Linked DNA regions of Cricetulus griseus: region 2 is linked to region 1. A link is a contact called in public Hi-C data. All regions are on one chromosome and are shown on one strand. The core of a region is the stretch at or near the end of the contact, and the rest is flanking DNA. Distances in the headings are between cores, read along the strand shown.

Region 1 (6,425 bases), core at 2,333-4,832:
AGAAAATATGCCGCGGTGAGAGACCGACTGTAAGGTCCCAAAGTGATGCTAGACAAAAGACTCTCCATTCATCTGCTGTATCTCCACTCCCCACTCCCCACACCTAGAAAGTTCTAACACTTGCCACCCTGGTTGAGAAGTAAAGAAACAATACACACCTCGAAGGCACTTCTTTTCAAAACAACCTTTGCTATAATGCTCATCTATTGCTTAAAAGAGAATGGTCCTGGAAAAGATAATACAGGGGTAATATTTCAAATATCTGTTTACGATGTATTCAACAAGTTCAATGAACAAACGCCCACTGAAAGCCCACGTTGAGTCAGGTACTCAAATCTGACCTTCTTGGTAAATCCCAGTACAAATATCAGAAAAGCAGAGGGCTTAAAGAACACATGGCATGGAGAGCCAGCCTGGTAAACCATTGGGTGATTTAAAAACAAAGTCATAAAACAGTAAGGCCAACAGTGGGTAGGGGTTGGAGGGGCAGAATGCTCTAGGCGAAAGGAAAGGAATGTTCATAGGTTTAACAGTAAAATATCAAGGGGTTGAAGAGAAATGAGGACATTCAAGGGATATACATAAGCAGGGAAGGTACATGGTCCAGAGGGTCTCCAAAGTTATGGTAAGAAGTACATGCTTCATCCCAAGGCCAATAGGAATGCCTGTAATTAAAATTAACTTATTTATGTAAGTTGCCTACATGGGAGGTATTTTATTCTTATTCTCTTGAGTTGAAGGGTCAAAATTTAAAACTGCCATAACACCTTGTGTCCCTTTTCATACAGGGGTGTTACAAGCATACACATCTTCCAAGCATACACTGTGCATTGCCGTACCTAAACAGCTCTTGCCTGCATCACTGCAAACTTGACTGTGGACAAATGTTCATCACATATTACCAATAACTTTTAACTAGATGGTCACTTAATGCTTTGTGATGCCAAAGCCTGATGCTGCCCTCCTACCATTCCTTCCACACAGCTTTATTTTGTGCAGTCAAGGACTCCTGAAGGCATGAGATGAACGAGGCAGCATCGGACTGCGGACTGCTTGCTTATCAACAGTTCCATTGTTCCCACCTTCTTTCTTCCGGGAATTCATTCTCCCTAACTCAGCCCTTTTCTAGGCTCCCAGAGCTTTCTCCCCAGGGCAGCAACTTGTCTTGGAGAGAAATGTAGGACTCCTGTTCTACACTGTTGTCTTGGCAAGCCTCCTCTAGCTTTCTCTGATAGAAGATGAGTGCAACAGCAATTGGCTTAAGTAACATCGCCAACCAGCCCCAGGTATCCGCGCCAGCAGCACTGTGGACTGCAGGCTGAGAATGTGCAAGAGTAGGTCTCCCAGGTAGAGCAGTCTTCTGCAGCAATTAAGGCATCCCAAAGGAACCCTGCATCTTCTACCCTAAAGAGTGCAAGCAGTACTTTGAAATCTGAACTATAATGGTGAAACCTCACCGGTATTTGGAATGGGGGCTTGGAGGATGGATATTAGTGTCCTTACAAAAGAAACCCTACGGGCTGGAGATGAGGTTCAGTGGTTAAGCGTGCTTGCTATTCTTCCGGAGGACCAGAATTTGATTCTTAGCACCCATATTAAACTGCTCAACTCCAGCGGCAGGGGATCCACCACCTCTGGCTTTCCAAGTTCCTGCATTCACGTGTACACACTCACACACAATACGACCACACAACTAAAAGTAATAATAAATCTTAAAAAAAAAAATAGAAACCCCAGTGGCAGGCTTTAATGATCTCCCATGGAAGGCCTCACCATCCTTGGGGAGCAGGTGGGAGGTGGGTTGGGGGGGTGGAGAGGGGGCACGGGAGGATGGGAGGGAGAGGGAATGGGGGAATTGATATGCAAAATGATTGTTTCTAAATAAAAAGAAAGAAGAAAAAATAGAAACTCCACAGAGGCAAAGCTTACCTCCCCCAGCCCCCCACTGAAGACAGAGAAATAATGGCCACCTGTGAATCGGAGGCCCATGTTTGGCAGACATCAGACAGCTGGTGCTTTGATGTAGATGCTCAGCCTCCCAAACGGTGAGAAACCGATTTCTGATGTATAAGCCTCACAGTCTAAGGGAGTTTCTGTTGGCAGCCAAGGACACAGCCGGTAAAAGAACCAAGCCCATCAGCCATCACACAGACAACCCAAGGGGCAGTGGCACCTACAGATAAGTTCACTTCACACAGCACTTCTGGGCCAAGACAACTCAACTGCCATTTTCGAGAATCCCAATCAGCATTCCTAGCCAGCACTGGCCAGCGAGGCCAGGCCTGGAATGAAGGTGTCTTAATCACTAGCTAGAGAGCTGGCAAGCCCCTGAGAACCAGGAGGCAAAGGGTCTGTCTATCTTGCTCCCAGGAAATGCCTGCCACCTCTCTTCTTGAGTAGCCAATCTCTACCAAGTCCTTTCCTAGAGGAGGTGGGCAATGCGATGATAATGGGATGGCCTGTATATGGAAGCAGACTGCATAGCCTGCCAGGCTACACGCTCTCTTGATAGTTAACACTGACGCAGAGAAGATGGGGCCATGAAGGGTAGGTCTCTGTGTGAGATCAGAGCACCTAAGGGTGCAAGGGCCATAGGGTCCTAGGTAGGGGCCGAGAGCTCGGGCATCGGTTGGTTTCACATCGCTGTGCTCAGCCAGCTTCATCACTTACTCGCCAATCTATCTTATCTGTGTCTGTCACGTTCCTCCTGCTTAAAGTGGAAGGATGGAGTCCCCACTGCGCGGTCACAGTGAGGCTTGCAGCAGTCATTCAACACGCGTTCTCTATTCCTATTCCACATGCGAGTCCCTCGGCCTGCTGTTTCCTGGTCTTTTCCATAAAACTGCAGAATTCCAACCTGACAGTGCCACGTGCATTTGGAAGGCATGGGGATGGGGGTGGGATTGGATACTGCCGACTGACGGTGGCTGTGCCCTCGGACTGTGCACAGTGGCCTTAGTAACTGAGCCTGGTGTAAATGGGCAGGTCGCAGATCTATAAAAACTTGGTTATGGCACCAGAGCTCCGGGTATTATCTGGTAAGCACCCTGGAGCTGGTGGGCGAGGCAGAGCCATTGTTCCAGCAAGGTCTACAGAGGCGCCTGTTGGGGAGGGAGGCGGGCTTGCAGGCCCCTCTCAGTTTTGCTCTCTGTTGGTGGTAGCCATTTCCCCTCCCACGCGCCTCTGGAAATGCCAAGATCCGATGGAGTTATGAGTGGTCGTCGCTATCGTGGCTTCCCCAACTGTGCAACCTCTATGTACCTCGCCGGGTCTTCCTGGCCTGGAAGCCAACCCCCACTGCTGGATTGGGTCTTCTCTCCCAGAGAGAGCGCCGAAGCGCCCCCGTGGCGGGGTGGGGGCTGGGTGGAGGACCAGCGGGGGATGGGTGAGAAGCCTAGAGGCAGAAAAAGAAGGGAGGAGGGGAGGAGGAGTTGGAGGCAGAGGGAACAGCAGATTGTGCAGAGCCAATGAGAGCAGCAGGACGAGGTGGTACCAAATTCCCGTCGGCCAATGACTAGCCAGAGTTTACGAAAGCCTCATTAGCATCCCCCCTCCTCCTGACTGGGGATGGGACAATGCGGTGTTGGTGTCTGCAGTATTCTGACTCCTGGACACTGGTGGCTGCAAGCTGCGATTTTGGCGTCCTCTCGTTTCCTATCCTTATCTCCGCCCGCGGCTGCCTTGGCCAGCCAGCTTTTGATTTTGTATCTGGTCATTGATCAATAAAACGAACCTAAGGAAATATAGGACACGATTACCTCACTGCCAGCTCTGGCCCAGGGCTTGCACAGGGAGCTCAGGGTTTCTGCACCAGTGGGCTGCAGAAACTTGGTCATAGCACCCTCAGTCCCGAGGTCTGAAGCTCGCTGCACATTCTCATCCCTGGGAGCGTGACCCCAGCGCCCAACGCCAAGATGCCGGCCCACATACTGCAAGAGGTGAGCTCCCCTCAAATGACCCCTCTCTTTGAGGCTGGCGGGTGCAGATTGGACTTCTAGGTGGGTGGCTGGTTGGGGGGGGGTGGAGGGAGTTCAGAGCAGCTGGGAGCATTTAGCCATCATTTTCGAGTTTCTCTACCTTGCTTGAATGGTTGCTTCTTTACTGGGTGATAACACGATTTTTTACTCCGGGCAGTTCATTTCCCCCAACTTGTGTTTCTTAGTCTTTCAAGTGAAACCTGGCCCTCTTCGATTTCCTTTGTGGGTTGCTGAGGGTGCTGCTAATAAAACCTCTCTCCTGCCCCTTCAACATAAGGCTTATTCCTGCCAGTCTACGCATTCGGGGACCTTCCCCTTGTTCCATTTCGAGGTGCACTCCGCCGTCATGCAACCTTGACGCTGGGGTATGGCCGGTATTGCATCCTTCCCGCAGTTACAGTAGAGGGAAGTACCCCTTGCTGCCCCCACGCGTCTGCAGTCCTAATTCTCCACTCCCTCTCCTGGCAGATCTCTGGCTCTTACTCAACCACCACCACAATCACAGCGCCTCCCTCTGGGGGACAGCAGAATGGAGGAGAGAAGTTAGAAAAGAATCCTCACCACTGGGGAGCAGATGTTCGCCCTGAATTAAAAGATGACTTATATGACCCCAGCTACCAGGATGAGGAGGGGCCCCCGCCCAAGCTGGAGTACGTCTGGAGAAACATCATCCTCATGGCCCTGCTGCACTTGGGGGCCCTGTATGGGATCACACTGGTTCCGTCCTGCAGGCTCTACACCTGCCTCTTTGGTGAGCAGCTCCCCTCGTCTTGGGCCAGCACTTCGGGTTTCTCCTTGCTCTTAAAAAGGGTGACTTCTGACCCAAGGCAGCAGCCCTTTCTTTTTGGTTCCCGATGGAGCAAATGGGCTGGGAAAAGAGCCTAGTGGGATTAGCATGGGGGAACTTGAATTTTAAGAGTCTCTTAACATTGAAGCTGAGGCCACTGAACAGGGTTTTCTGTATGAGTCACTTGATGGCACCTGTCCCAGCCCTGCTGCCACAAAAGAAGCAGGCCCTGCCTAAAGGACTTTGGAACCAAGAATTAGAGCACCGGGCCTCATGGGCGGCAACCTGTTGAGCCCGGTGAGGGGGACAGAGACAGGGGATACTATTTAGGAGGAGAGAACCAAGGGGGTTATAAACACAACCGTTTGGACCTCTCTGCCTGGCCAGCCAGAGCAAGCTGGTTTGACCTGGAGGAAGGGAAAGCAGGATCCTGTTTAAACAGCTGCACAGGTGTATGGCCCCAGGGTTTGGCAGAAGCCAGTGAACAGACCATTTTTAGACTAGTGTTTCACCTTCTATTCTGCCTGCTGCTGCTCATCAGCGGTGCCCACGTCATGCTGTGGACCCTCCCCCAGCAAACACCACACCTAACACACGCCTCTTTGGCAGGCAGGCAGTAGAGGCTTGATCAGCTCCAACCTTCAGATGGTTGTGATTGTGAGTGTGCCACTAACTCAGCTCCACAGGGGTCCATAGGTACAGGTTGGTGGCCATGCTGCCCCCTGGATACACACATTCTTTGCAGGTGGTTTCACCTCTGAACCCTGAACCAGGAAGGGAGGAGCCATGAGCAAGGGGTTCTTCAACACAGTGGGAGGTTTTCTGGAGAGATTCTGAGTATAGGTACCAACAGCAGCTCTCTTGGAGGACAGTGTATGTATAGAAGGGCTGGTTGTCTTAAGTGTTAACTGCCTCTACCTCGGTCCTCCTAGGTCTTACAAGTGTTGAGACATAGTCCTCGAGAGTTTTCCAGGTTCCAAATATTCAACTCATAATCTTGACAACACACCTTTGTCAAGAGTAGGAAGGGAAACTTCTTTAGATTAGCTGTGTGTCCTGCCAGAGCTGAATAGACATCTTTGACAACACTGTGAGAGCCCTAATGGACAAGGTTCCCCCAACCCGTTTCTGAATTTAAAGCTATGAGATGTTATATACCCACTACTGGGGACACTTTTCTCTGGGAGACAGGGAAGGGGGTCTTAGTCTCCTGTGTGCTAGACTGAGAGGTGAACTGAAGAGGCTTAAGATTGCCTGGGTTCTTGTGTGGGCTCCATGTGTCCTGAGGTCCACCCTCCACTGTCATCCCCCTAAAAACATTGTCTGGGCTTTTGGATCCAATTTGCCTGGGTCATTGGCAGCATGAAAGAAGTGCAGATGTTCCCTTGGTGCTCTGATAAGGCCTCTGCTTTGCCCAACACACACACCCACACCCACACCCACCCCTGTGATACAGGGCTCTGGTTATCTTAGTACCATCACAGACATAGGTACGGTCTTTCATCCCACGGCCAGAATTTCTCTTAGTATGCTGTCTGTTGCTCCCCTGGGATCGTGTAGGAGGGACAGGAAGGGGCGAAGGAGAAGAGAGAGTTCTTAGGAAACTTATTATCTGTCTGCCGAAAGGCACAGAGCAGTTTGTACAATGTGTGGTGTCTCCA
Region 2 (6,498 bases), core at 945-3,444, 52 kb before region 1:
TTCTGGACCATTTCTCAAAGGAAGCAGTTAAAGGAAAGTGAGTTATTTTACAATGCCAGCAGAGGGCGCAAGAATGCTCAAAGCACCACCTCTTATTTCTTAGCAAAATCTAAATGACCTAGAAGATACCACCCCATCCCCCCCGCCCCCCAGCACTTTTTTCCTTTAAATGGTATAGCCATTTAAAATGATGTGGAATCTCCACAATACAAAATTAGCCATTTTAATGTGGACATTCTATACAGACTATAATCTCATCCCCATACCACACTAGTCCTGACGTGCTTGCATTTCCCACAATCTGCTGGTCTGGATACACTGGTGGATACAGTCAGTGTACTATTGATAATCAGGTCAGAAACATGCCCTACTGGGATCCTAGGAGTTTTATCTTAGCAAGTTTCTTTCCTCCATCTTCCTTAAGACTTTTGTACAAGCTATAGCAACTGTAAATCATTTAGTTTTTTTCTAAAGTAATAATGACGGGGCTGGAGAGATGGCACAGAGGTTAAGAGCACTGGCTGCTCCTCCATAGGTCCTGACTTCAATTCCCAGCAACCACATGGTGGCTCCCAGCCATCTATTGTGGGATCTGATGCCCTCTCTGGCAAAAGGTTGTAGATGCAGATAGAGCACTCATATACATTAAATAAATAAATAAATCTATTTAAAAATAAGTAAAAATGAGAAAATTAAAGCAAATGAGTCTATGGTATGCTGTACACTCACACTGTTGTGGAGCCAACACACCTAGTTGCAAAACATTTTCCTCACTCCAAACAGACACTACCCCACCCAATCCCCACCCTTCTCCTCTCACCTCCCAAGCCCTTTCCCCACCCCTGGCAAAACTGATTTCCCTTTCTCTCTTAATTTAATGCAACATTTTACAGAAATAGAATCATACAAGACGTGAGCGCTACATCTGGCTCGCTTCTTTCAGGCATATTTTGAACATCTGTTGACAGCGCAGCACCAATCAGTACTCGATTCTTTATATTTTTCTCATTAGCATCCCATTGTATATGAATAGAACAGTGTCTTTATCCATTTCTCAGTGTGGCGGGCCTGGGAACTCCGGGGCATTCAGCGGCCTCTCCCTCGCCTGTGATGACAGATGGTCATCTGGCTTTACCTGGGTTCTGAAATTTGAAGTCAGGTCCTCAGTCCTATCTGGCAAGGATTTTATCCACTGAGCCACCTTCCCAGCACAGTTGAGCAGTCGCCTTTCCCCAGTTAACCGTTTCACAACCAAATTTGCATACATTCTAGTTTTTCTCTGTAAGAGGAACAGCCACAGTGGGAAAGAAAGGAGAGCCTCACACTTTTGGTCAAAGTGTAAACAGGTCCATTTCCTTTCCCAATGTCTATTTCCTAGTTCCTTGGAAATACAGGTGCATCCGTTTCTTCTCCTGGCTGTTAATAAAATACCGGGCAAAAGCAACTCAAGGAAGGAAGTTTTCCTTTTGGCTCACATGGGAAGGCTTGTCAGGGAGGTGCCCCAGCTCCACCAGCAGGGGCATGAGGTGACATTGTGTCAGTAGTCAGGAAACGCTTCTGCAGGCTGCCTGCGACTCTTTTTGCCTTTTTAAATTCAGTCCAGACGCCACCCAGCATGTGTCGAGATGCTACCCACATTCAGGGTGGCTCTCCCCCTCCTCAGTCGGCCCATTCGGACATACTCCAGAAATATCTCTTTGGTGATTCTCAATCCAGTCAAACCGACAACTAAATTTAATCACAATGAGAAAACTGAGGTGGCGAGTTTATTGGCCCTGTGTGTCCGGTGACAGACACTGCAGGATTGATTACTGGAGTATCTGCTTCCACCTGACTTGGGTGTGTAACAGGAGTGGAGCTGTGTGCTCTTCCGGTAATTCTTCAAGCCTTCTTGGGTCACCGACCTGTTTCCCACAGTGTCTGAACCACTCTTCAGACTCCTTACCCATGAAGTCGCCTAGCCTTTTCCTGTTGGAGGCTGTTTATAGGAGGTGGCAGCCTGTCCTCCAGAGTTACTAAGGCACTTTCGCCACGTCCACGCGTGGCTCTCCACAAAATTCTTTCCTAAAGCCCTCCACTGGACCTCACACAGAACCCCACTAGACTCCTACACAGCTGGGACCTGGGGCAGGAGACAGCATCAGCTGTGCTCAAACGCAGCGGGCAGACTCGCAGGTCGCGGGTGCTTGCTCAGGCACACGAAGCCCCGCCCCCGCTCCCACGCCCGTCTCTGCCCAGGCAGGCCAGCCGGCCCGGAGCCCAACGCCGGAGACAAAGGCGAGGCGAGCAGCCCCTCCCCGGGGTTACTCTCGGTCAGCACCGCCCCCGAGGTTACTCGCGTTCACTCGGCCCACAACACCCGACCCCGAGCAGCCAATCAGCAGCCGCGCTGCGGCTCTGCCCGCGCCCGCTCCAATCAGGAGGCGCCGCCCCTGCAGCCTGCAGCCTGCAGCCTGCACCCCGAAGTTGCCATCCTAGATGGAGGCGAGGGAGAGCTGCCCAGGGTAGCAGCTTGTCTTGTCTGTGGGAGAGAAACGCGGAGCAGTGGGCTCCGAGCCGCCGGCCCTGTCATGAGGCATAGGGCAATGGGGTTGGGCTTCAGGAGCTTGGGCATCAGCCTTACGTTTCTTCTCTGAGCTCCTACTTCTACCTTGTCCTGGCTGGTGTGACCATGACCAAGCCTTTTGATAACTCCATTTGACACCTTAAAAACTATCGAGTAGCCTCCTCAGAGGGTGAGGCTTCACCAAAATGAATCTCACAGAAATCATTCGGTATCTGCTCTCTATTCTTTTTTTTTTCTTGTTTTTTTTTTTTTTTTTTTTTTTGAATTAGAAACAAGATTGTTTTACGTGACAATCCCAGTTCCCTTCTCCCTCCGGTCCTCCCCTACCACCCCTCCTCCCAACTAAAACCCTACCTATCACATATCCTTTCTGCTCCCCCTGGAGGGTGAGGCCTTCCAGAGGGTGTCATCAGAGTCTATCTTATCCTTTGGGATAGGATAAGCCAACCCCAGTGTGTCTTGGCTCAGGGAGTATTCCTCTATGTGGAATGGACTCCCAAAGTCCACACCTATACTAGGGATAAATACTGGGCTTCTACAGGAGGTCCCATAGATTTCTGAGGTTTCCTCCCTGAAACCCATGTTCCTGGGGTCTGGATCAGTCCCATGCTGGTTTCCCAGCTATTGGTCTGGGGACCAACAGCTGTTCAGGTCAGCTGTTTCTTTGGGTTTCACCAGCCTGGTCTGGACCCCTTTGCTCATCACTCGTCCTTCTCTGCAACTGGGTTCCAGTTCAGATCAGTGATTAGTTGTGGGTGTCGGCTTCTACTTCCACCAGCTACTGGATGAGGGCTATCGGGTGGCGTATAAGTCAGTCATCAATCTCATTATCAGTGGAGGGCATTTAAGGTAGCCTCTCCTCTGTTGCTTAGATTGTTAGCTGGTGTCATCTTTGTAGATCTCCAGATATTTCCCTAGTGCCTGATTTCTCTGAAACCTAAAATGTCTCCCTCTATTATGGTATCTCCATTCTTGTTATCTTCTATTCTTCCCCTGACTCAACCTTTCTGCTCCCTCATGTCCTCCGCACTGCTCTCTATTCTTCTTCCATAGCCTGTCTCCTCCTTCAGTCTTTGGCTTCCTGCCTCTTTTACACAAAAACACCTCAAATTCTACAGAGGGCATCAAGAAGTTCCCAGAAGTCCCAGTGTGAGCCGGGTGTGGTGGCACACGCCTTTAATGCCAGCACTCAGTAGGTAGTGGATCTCTGAATTCGAGGGCAGTCTGGTCTTCACAGTGAGTTCCAGGACAGCCAGAGCTACAGAGAAAACCTGTTTCGAAACCCTGTTTTGAAATACAAAAACAAAACAAACAATCAAAAAAGTTCCAGTATGTTCTGAGGGCATAGACATAGGTAGTGGACCCAGGGGAACCAACGCCCTGGCAGTCCTTACCCCGCAGAGCCTGCCCGTTAACTAAGTATGGGGTGTGCATGCACACAGGTCAGTGTGTGTGTGTGTGTGTGTGTGTGTGTGTGTGTGTGTGTGTGGTGCTGCAGGGTTAGTATAGCATTCAGAGTTGGTGAGGCCAGTGCCATTATTTTTTCCCTGAGTTAGGAGCTTTTCTCTAGAGATGAGGGCTACAACTGAGTCCTTGGTTGAAAAATCATTGCTATTTATTCCCTCTCATGTTCCTGGGGGAATAGCTAGGCAGGTGGAGTTGTGAGTGGTCGCTGCTACCATGGCTTTCTCGTTCCCTCCTGTGTAATGTCCCCATTGCCCAACCACTCACCATGAGTCAGGGGTTCCTAGGGTTTGTATTGCTGAACTAGATACTGTTTTCTCAAATGAAATCTCAAGTGTTCCCATGCCCATAAGAGAGGTCCAATGGCCAGTGGAAGGAGACAAAGAGGAGAATAAAAAGGGGGGAGGAGAGAAAAATGGTGTTAGCATAGAGGACAGGAGATGGAGCTGAGTCAGTGACAATGGTTGGATAAGGTAACATCAGATAGTCTTTGATCAATGAGACCAGTGAGGAGCCCAGAAGTGTGACATGTATTAGCTTCTTTTCAAAAACTCTTTTATGTGTATGGGTGTTTTGCCTATATGTATGTCTGTGCACTACCTGAGTGCCTGTGCCCTCAGAGGGTGTAGAGTCCTTTGGAACTGGAGTTACAAATGCTTGTGAGCCACCATGTGGGTATTGGGAATTGAACCCGGGACCTTTGGAAGAGCAGCCAGCCAATGCTCTTAATCACTGAGCCATCTCTTCAGCCCCACTTAACATTTTCTCATGGGGAAAGACAGGAACAGGATGTGGTGTCATGTTATGTTAAGATCACATATGATGATGTATGCAATATCATATTGCTCTGACTTGGTCAGTGCCGGCTTTTTGGTTCCCTGCATTCTTCCACCCTCATCTCTGCCTGAGGCTACGTAGGCAAGCGGCGTCTGCACACTTTGCCCCTTTTGGCGGGGGATAAAGGTGTATGAAGAAATAAAGGACTTGGCCGTCTAGCGCCTTTAAATACACAGCTTTGAACAACAGCCTACGCAGTGTAGCGGAGCCTGGACAATCCCTGTATATATATGACATGGGACAAGTTCCGAGTTGAGCACCTGACTTGCTACACAGCCCACACTCTGAAGCAGAAATCCAGTTTCAGTCCTGGAATTCTACTCTGTGGTCTTAGCTCTGGTAAGTTCTGGGCATCTGAGAGTTAGCATACTTGCAAAAAAGAGGAGATTTTCTCCACAGTGACTCCCTGTTAGTGCACATAGGCTCAAAAAACATGGGGCCCCCTAGTAAACTAGTACATAACTGAGCACACGCTCACAGCAAAACTGGACACGCTGCTTAGCCAAGGTCCCTATGAACCAAACCACCTACGGTCAGATAGACCAATGGTCATGGGAATATTTGGGTTTGATAGGATAGATTAATATTTGATTCAAATATTAATTGTACAGCAACAGCCTGTGAAGTAAGAGGCAGGCATGCCAAGGACATGGGACCAAGAGTTTGATTGCAGTAAGGAGTTTTGTTCTGATGGGTTTGAGAACTGTCCACAACACAACCTTGCCGCCTTTTTGTTCTTCTGTGTGATTAGAATGTCTACTTATGTGTGAGATACTTTGGTGAATACTGTGTGTGGCCCACACATCAGGCAGGAGAGAGTCGTCCAGCTCCAGCTTGGGGGCTTCAGGACCCGAGTAGTTCTTATTCTTAGCGATTGGGTGGGACAACATTGAAATGGACACATCTGGAAATACTTGGGACCCATAAGAAGAAAACAAAGATGATGGATTCAATCTCATGACAAGAATGCTGTGAAGCCTGTATGTAGCAAGTCTTTCTCTGTCCTTCCCGCCAGAGCCCAGGTAATGACATGGAGACTTATTATTAATTGTGAAAGCTCTTCGGTAGCTTAGGCTTGTCCCAGTAGCTCTTATAACTTAAATTAACTCATTTATTTTAATTTACATTCTGTTACGTGGCTCGTTACCTCATCTTCCGTACTGCTCACACCCCTTTCTCTGCCTTTCTCCCTCCCCAAGTCCTCTCTAACCTCTTCCTGCCTAGCTATTGGCCATGCGAGTCTTTATTAAACCAACCATGGTGACACGTCTTCACACAGGGTAAAAGAATAGTCCACAAAAGAAGCATAGTATTACTTTCTATAGACACATTTCTACCAAACTGAGTTTAGTATAACACAGATTTGAGATTTTGTGCTAAAGAAAAATAATTCAGGAACCGGGTGTTGGTGGCGCACGCCTTTAATCCCAGCACTTGGGAGGCAGAGGCAGGTGGATCTCTGTGAGTTTGAGACCAGCCTGGTCTACAAGAGCTAGTTCCAGAACAGCCTCCAAAGCCACAGAGAAACCCTGTCATGAAAAACCAAAAAATAATAATAATAATAATAATAATAATAATAATAATAATAAAAAGAAAAAGAAAGAAAGAAAAATAATTCAGAAGGATTAAAA

Evidence for each region. A called contact is a pair of places that touch in the nucleus more often than the background predicts.
Region 2: a contact with region 1 is called in a Hi-C map of fibroblasts, with 3 times the contacts expected there. The contact joins the enhancer-like site here to the promoter of LOC100750890 in region 1. A contact is called at or near these places in 4 of 8 Hi-C or Micro-C datasets (the CHK-Q cell line, the CHL-YN cell line, the CHO-K1 cell line and 1 more).

What each region holds. Positions count from the first base shown.
Region 1 is chr3:17,276,940-17,283,364 of CriGri-PICRH-1.0, reverse strand. It overlaps LOC100750890 (stearoyl-CoA desaturase 2), which reads left to right and starts at 3,582. Exons shown (of 6, transcript XM_027407237.2): 1 at 3,582-3,938; 2 at 4,446-4,728. The coding sequence starts at 3,915.
Region 2 is chr3:17,327,022-17,333,519 of CriGri-PICRH-1.0, reverse strand. No RefSeq gene overlaps it. Among named protein-coding and RNA genes, the nearest start is that of Pkd2l1, 43 kb to the left of the region's middle. Within about 2 kb of position 2,194, at least 6 of the 6 cell types and tissues checked have open chromatin away from gene starts, as enhancers often do. A contact at or near this core is called in the CHO-K1 cell line and fibroblasts, where this site is marked.